Linked DNA regions of Pan troglodytes: region 1 is linked to region 2. The links are chromatin contacts, called in public Hi-C maps. All regions are on one chromosome and are shown on one strand. The core of a region is the stretch at or near the end of the contact, and the rest is flanking DNA. Distances in the headings are between cores, read along the strand shown.

Region 1 (2,700 bases), core at 169-2,668, 160 kb before region 2:
TGAAAAACTGTGCCCACAAGGTAAAACGAAGCAGCTCACAGACCTGCAGGCTGGGCTTCCGGCCTGCGACCCCTGGCCTAGCCAGGTTTTGGCTGCTCGCCCACCTCTGCCCACACCATGGCCTCCTGACCATCACCAGCACACCGACCTGAATGCAATTGGAGGAATTTGGGAGCTTTAAGTCAGCTCCCTGAGGTTCAGCATCATGCCATCTTTGCTCTAAGTCAGCCTCTAACCCTTTCAGGCTCAGGTTTAAGATCTAGATTCCTGCCTTTGCTCCCACCCCCAACCCCACCCCCAGTGTGGGAAGAGGGGCCTCATGTGGTTATCCGTTGGGGTAACCTGCCTGGTATTTGAGTTCCTCTAGGGCTGTCACTTAACTCTACCCTTGGGGCCCTGCTGTTGGATGGGTCGTCTTGTGGCCATCAACCTACCTTTCTGGGTTTGTCACTGCTGTGCCCCACCCACCTGTCCACACTAATCCCCATCCCCCGATGTACACATAGACACCCCTGATCCCCGACACCCCACATCTGTCCTAATTCCATGGGTTCTCTGTTGCTGGGCCATCAGATGACCACACTGCGCCTGCCGGACTGAACTGTGTCCTTGTCCCTGTGGCTGGCTGTGTCCCCAGGAACCAGGATCTAGAGAGCCTCAACCTGCAGTTGACAAGTCTTGTTCAGTCCCAGCAGGGAGGAGGCACCTGACTTCCCAGACCCGCCCCTCCAGGGATGGGATGCTGAGGGCTCAGGTGGAAGCCCGCCTGCCCACACCTAAAGTGGGCGTCCCACAGCAACAAGGCAAGGGAGAGACTCACATGACCCTACCCTCCCTCTCAGAGCCAGGCCACAGCAAGCAGACCCAATGTCAAGGGCCCTTCCAAGCAGCCAGGCCACCCCAGCAGACTCCTGGCTTCTTCCAAGTTGTGGACATAGCACTCTCTCCAGGAAGCCTTCTTGGACTGATCACAGGAAAGAAGGGCCCTCTTCTCCCATCTCCAGCCCTAGATTTGGAGTCCCCATGGCCATCCTCACCCTCCTTTTTCCCCGACAGCTGCCTCTTAACCTGCTAGGCTGAACCTACATTGACTGCACTAGGGAGTTATCAGCATCTTTATTCTAGTGGCCGAGGAGCTCAGCAGGTTGACCAGATCAGAGTGGTCACCTGTCAGCTGCCTCCACCACCACCACTGCATGTTCACCCCAGCCACACTCAGGGAGGGCACAGTGCACGGGCTGGGCAGCTTCCCCAAGTCCTGTGCAGCACTCTCATGTCCCTTGTGGACACCTGGGATAGTGGGTGGGGGCAATGCCCCAAGCTGGGCCACACTTACCGATCCTCAAGGAGTGCGGGCTGCAGGCAACCATCACGAGCCACGCAGGAAGCAGCACCAAAGGCGCCGAGACGCGGGGCATCTTCTATGAATCCTCATGGAGCCCCCTGCTGGCCTGGGCATGACATAACTCTGCGAGAGAGGGGGTTGAGGGCACGTGAGTCCCAGGCTCCAGCTAGGCAGCTGCCCCACCATCCCAGTGACACCCAGGAGCCGGAGAGACCCCTTTGTCTTTCTTCCTTACATTCCGGGCTCAAAGAAGGCTCAGGTTCTAACTTCAGCTCTGTGACCGACATGGGGCAGGTTGCTGTAACTGTGGTTGGATGATTCATGGCGTGTCATTAGAAATGAAGAACCTCATCTGCTCTCAGCCAGGCACAGTGGCTCATGCCTGTAATCCCAGCACTTTGGAAGCCAAAGTGGGTGGATCACTTGAGGTCAGGAGTTAGAGACCAGCCTGGCCAACATGGCGAAACCCCGTCTCTACTAAAAATACAAAATTTAGGTGGGCATGGTGGCGCATGCCTGTAATTCCAGCTACTCGGGACCCTGTGTCACAGACTTGAACACAGGAGGCAGAGGTTGCAGTGAGCCGAGGTTGCGCTATTCGCCATTGCACTCCAGCCTGGACGACAGAGCGAGCCTTTGTCTCAAACAAACAAAACCCTCATCTGCCCTTAAGGAATTGGAGCCATGGGTGAGCAGAAGTGGAAGGGATGGGAGAGTTGGGAGGGTTACTCCATTTCCCCAAACGCAGCACAGGCACTGCACACTGAGGAGAGGTGTGAGAGGGAACTGGGTTCAGGCCAGCTCTTCCACTTGCCAGTTGTGTGGCCTTCACAAGGGCCCCTCTGTGTCTCGGCTCAGTGTCCTCACATGTAAAAGTGCTGTAACAACCCCTCCTGGTGGAGTTGAACTAAAGAAGAATCAAGGTAACATCGGAGAAGCCACCATGCTCAGGGTCTGGCCTAAATGAGGTGCTACACAAATGTCAGGTCCTCCCTGGCCCAGATGGGAGCGGTCCATTCCTAGCAAATATGGAGAGCAGACACACACCTCCCAGGTTATCAGCTGCTTTCCACATCTGCTCTACTACTGCTGAAAACCAGCCCCACCCCCAACCTCTACCAATCCCTCTCCTCCTTCCTGAGGTGGGTGGGCCTCTGATGTCAAATCCAGAACCTTGCAGGGGGCTGCCTCGCCCCAAGGCAGCACGTGCCTTGGCCCCCACTGAGACCCAGATTCTGCCGACAGCCAGCTCTGCTGGCTTCACTGGGGTGAGGGTGTGGCTGATGAGCACCTGGATATGCTAATCCCAGGTGCCTGGATTGGGAGAGTAGTATTAAAATGTTTCAGCTGGGCAC
Region 2 (2,700 bases), core at 156-2,655:
AGTTATATTTTAACAACCCCACCACCATCCTGATATAAAGAATCCGCGGTACAAAGTGATTCACCAAACCAAGCTGTGCCACTGAAATGAGCTAAAATCTACATTCCTGCTCCGTAAGGTTCCAGGCTCTTTTCTTGTAACTGAGCCAAGTCACCAGCTTTGCCTTGGGCCAGATGAAAAGATCAAAACATTCTTTGTAGAATGGAAAACATAGGTGAAATCAAAACAGCTGGAAAATTCAACCTATCACTTGAAATTTCAAGAGTAAAAATTAAGGTAAAAAAAATCAATCCTACTTTTAAAGTAAGTTCAACTGTATCTTTCTCTCTCTTATTCTGCGCCTTGTTTTATACATGTGCCTTGTTTCAGATGTGTCTCTCCCAGGGGCAGGGTCCAATTGTTTCTCATTTTAAAATACAATATTTGGAAAACATTCCCCAGGATAACATACACCGTCCATTATACAGGTTTTAGTCACTAGGGCTGAAACTAAGCATCTAGACTCTGAGTCCAGACAGAACCGTGCTATTCTTTGTTTAACAGAGCACATGGTTGACATTTAATAAATGTTAGATAATAAAAATAGAAGCAGTACTTCAACGTAACAATATCTGAAGAATCTCATTAAGCACAAAGTAAGGTAAACAAACCACCATCACACATCTGGATTTGCATATAAAAGCACGTTCTCCTTCCATTATAAAAGACAGGGACCTGCTGGACAGCGTGTTTCACCCAACACCATGGTAAGAGAAGGGAAAAAAAGGTTCTTTTGTTCAGCTCTCTTCCCTAATTATACCTTAGATCTGAGTAAAGAAAATATAGCACACATGATCAGAAATAATTTATCACTAAATAAATAGCAATGGAGTAGGGGGTTAATCACATTATCAATAACAGGGTGAGCAGAAATGAACAGATGGGAGCACCAAATTATTGACAACAGCATGAAACAGAAAAGGAAATTCAAAGCCAGAGGAGATGAGTCAAGAAATTAAACTTGGTTTCCATGTTAATTCAAAATTGTTTGGGAGCTGAAGGAAGAGGGAAGCAATGATAACTCCAGCAGAGAAACTGCTCATTAATATCCTAGCAAAACAATTCTCTGATAATAGGAAATATTATGATGTCTCCAGAGAAAAGACAGAAATTCAGATTTACTCTCCCATCCATAGAGCTCATGGATGCTTTAACACAGTACATTCAACCAAGCTGAATAAATATCAACAAGAAGGTTAAAACATTGATTAGGGGAAATACTTCACATTACTGACATCCGAAAACAAACAAACCAGCTAAAAACAAAGCAGGCGGGGAGGGGGGTGGGGGGTGGGGGATGTAGGCTGTTTTATTCCTCTGGAAGTAATGCTGGTGATTCGTGGTTCCAGCTGCCCAGCAGGTGGCTTGAGGTAGGGATTGGGGAGTAGGAAGCAGAGGGAATGAGAGGTGGGAGGGAACGTTTCCTTGGTGCAAAGCTATTGAATGCTGCTACTATTGGGTTTATTATGCTGTTTTATGAAGCGACACAAGAGATTACCCAAACATCTTCAGCTAACATCAAGACTGCACTGGACACCTAATAAAACAAGTAGCTTGGCCGGGCGCTGTGGCCCACGCCTGTAATCCCAGTACTTTGGGAAGCCGAGGTGGGTGGATCATTTGAGGTCAGGAGTTGGAGACCAGCCTGGCCAATATGGTGAAATCTGGCCTCTACTAAAAATACAAAAATCAGCCGGGGGTGGTGGCAGGCGCCTGTAGTCTCAGCTGCTTGGAAGGCTGAGGCAAGAGAATCACTTTAAACTGGGAGGCGGAGGTTGCAGGAGCCGAAATCGCACCACTGCACTCCAGCCTGGGCGACAGAGCGAGACTCTGTCTCAAAAAAAAAAAACAACCAAGAAACAAAAAACAAATGGCTTGTAAAAAATTGCCAAATCTTCTAGATGATTGAATCTATATAAATCCTCTCCTGTCTAGCCTTTTGGTGTCATATCACTTCATAATACTTGTCTAATCTTAGCCAAAACAAGGATAAGAAGTTGGAGGTTACAGCAAGAATTTAGGAAGGGACTCCTCCTTACGTTCACATACTTAACAAATGGTCTTTCTCTTTCTACCCTTTAGTTACCAAAGAGCATGGGGGTGCTGGGAAAGGTCAGCCCAGCTGCCTGATGCTAAATAAAACTGCTCTCAACTCTCAGTATCACTGCATCTCTGAAGGTGGAGGGAAAACATGAAGCTTCCCTGGTGTCTTGCCGGCCATCGTGCAGTTAAGACTCCAAGGCACCTCATCTCTTTTGCCACACTGTTCACAGGCATCTTGAAGGGAAAAACGAAATTGCTGGCAAGTTGGCATAATGTCAGTGCATCAGTAGATCCCACTGAGATTCTTTAAAGAAAAAAAAAAAACCATACATTTTCACAGCTTATCCCAACTGTCCTTGCCATATGTTCCTGTACGCGGTAGACTTTTTGGACTATGAGGAAATCAAAAAACAAAGTGTAGCAACTGGCTAGTCATGGTGGCTCAGACCGGTAATCCCAGCACTTTGGGAGGCTGAGGCTGGAGGATCGCTTGAGGTCAGGAGTTCAAGACTAGTTTGGTCAATATGGCGAAACCCCATCTCTACTAAAAGTACAAAAATTAGCTAGATATGGTGGTGCACGCCTGTAGTCCCAGCTACTTGGGAGGTTGAGGCAGGA

What was found. Hi-C and Micro-C count contacts between places; a contact is called where the count stands out from the background.
Region 1: a contact with region 2 is called in a Hi-C map of induced pluripotent stem cells, with 2.0 times the contacts expected there. The contact joins the promoter of GRIK4 here to the enhancer-like site in region 2. A contact is called at or near these places in 2 of 7 Hi-C or Micro-C datasets (both in induced pluripotent stem cells) and 1 of 1 datasets of contacts at active chromatin or transcription factors (stem cell-derived excitatory neurons).

What each region holds. Positions count from the first base shown.
Region 1 is chr9:122,602,255-122,604,954 of NHGRI_mPanTro3-v2.0_pri, reverse strand. GRIK4 (glutamate ionotropic receptor kainate type subunit 4) reads right to left here and starts at 1,418. Exons shown (of 19, transcript NM_001034159.1): 1 at 1,337-1,418. The coding sequence starts at 1,418.
Region 2 is chr9:122,442,881-122,445,580 of NHGRI_mPanTro3-v2.0_pri, reverse strand. No RefSeq gene overlaps it. Among named protein-coding and RNA genes, the nearest start is that of GRIK4, 160 kb to the left of the region's middle. Within about 2 kb of position 1,405, at least 3 of the 24 cell types and tissues checked have an H3K27ac peak or open chromatin away from gene starts, as enhancers often do. A contact at or near this core is called in induced pluripotent stem cells, where this site is marked.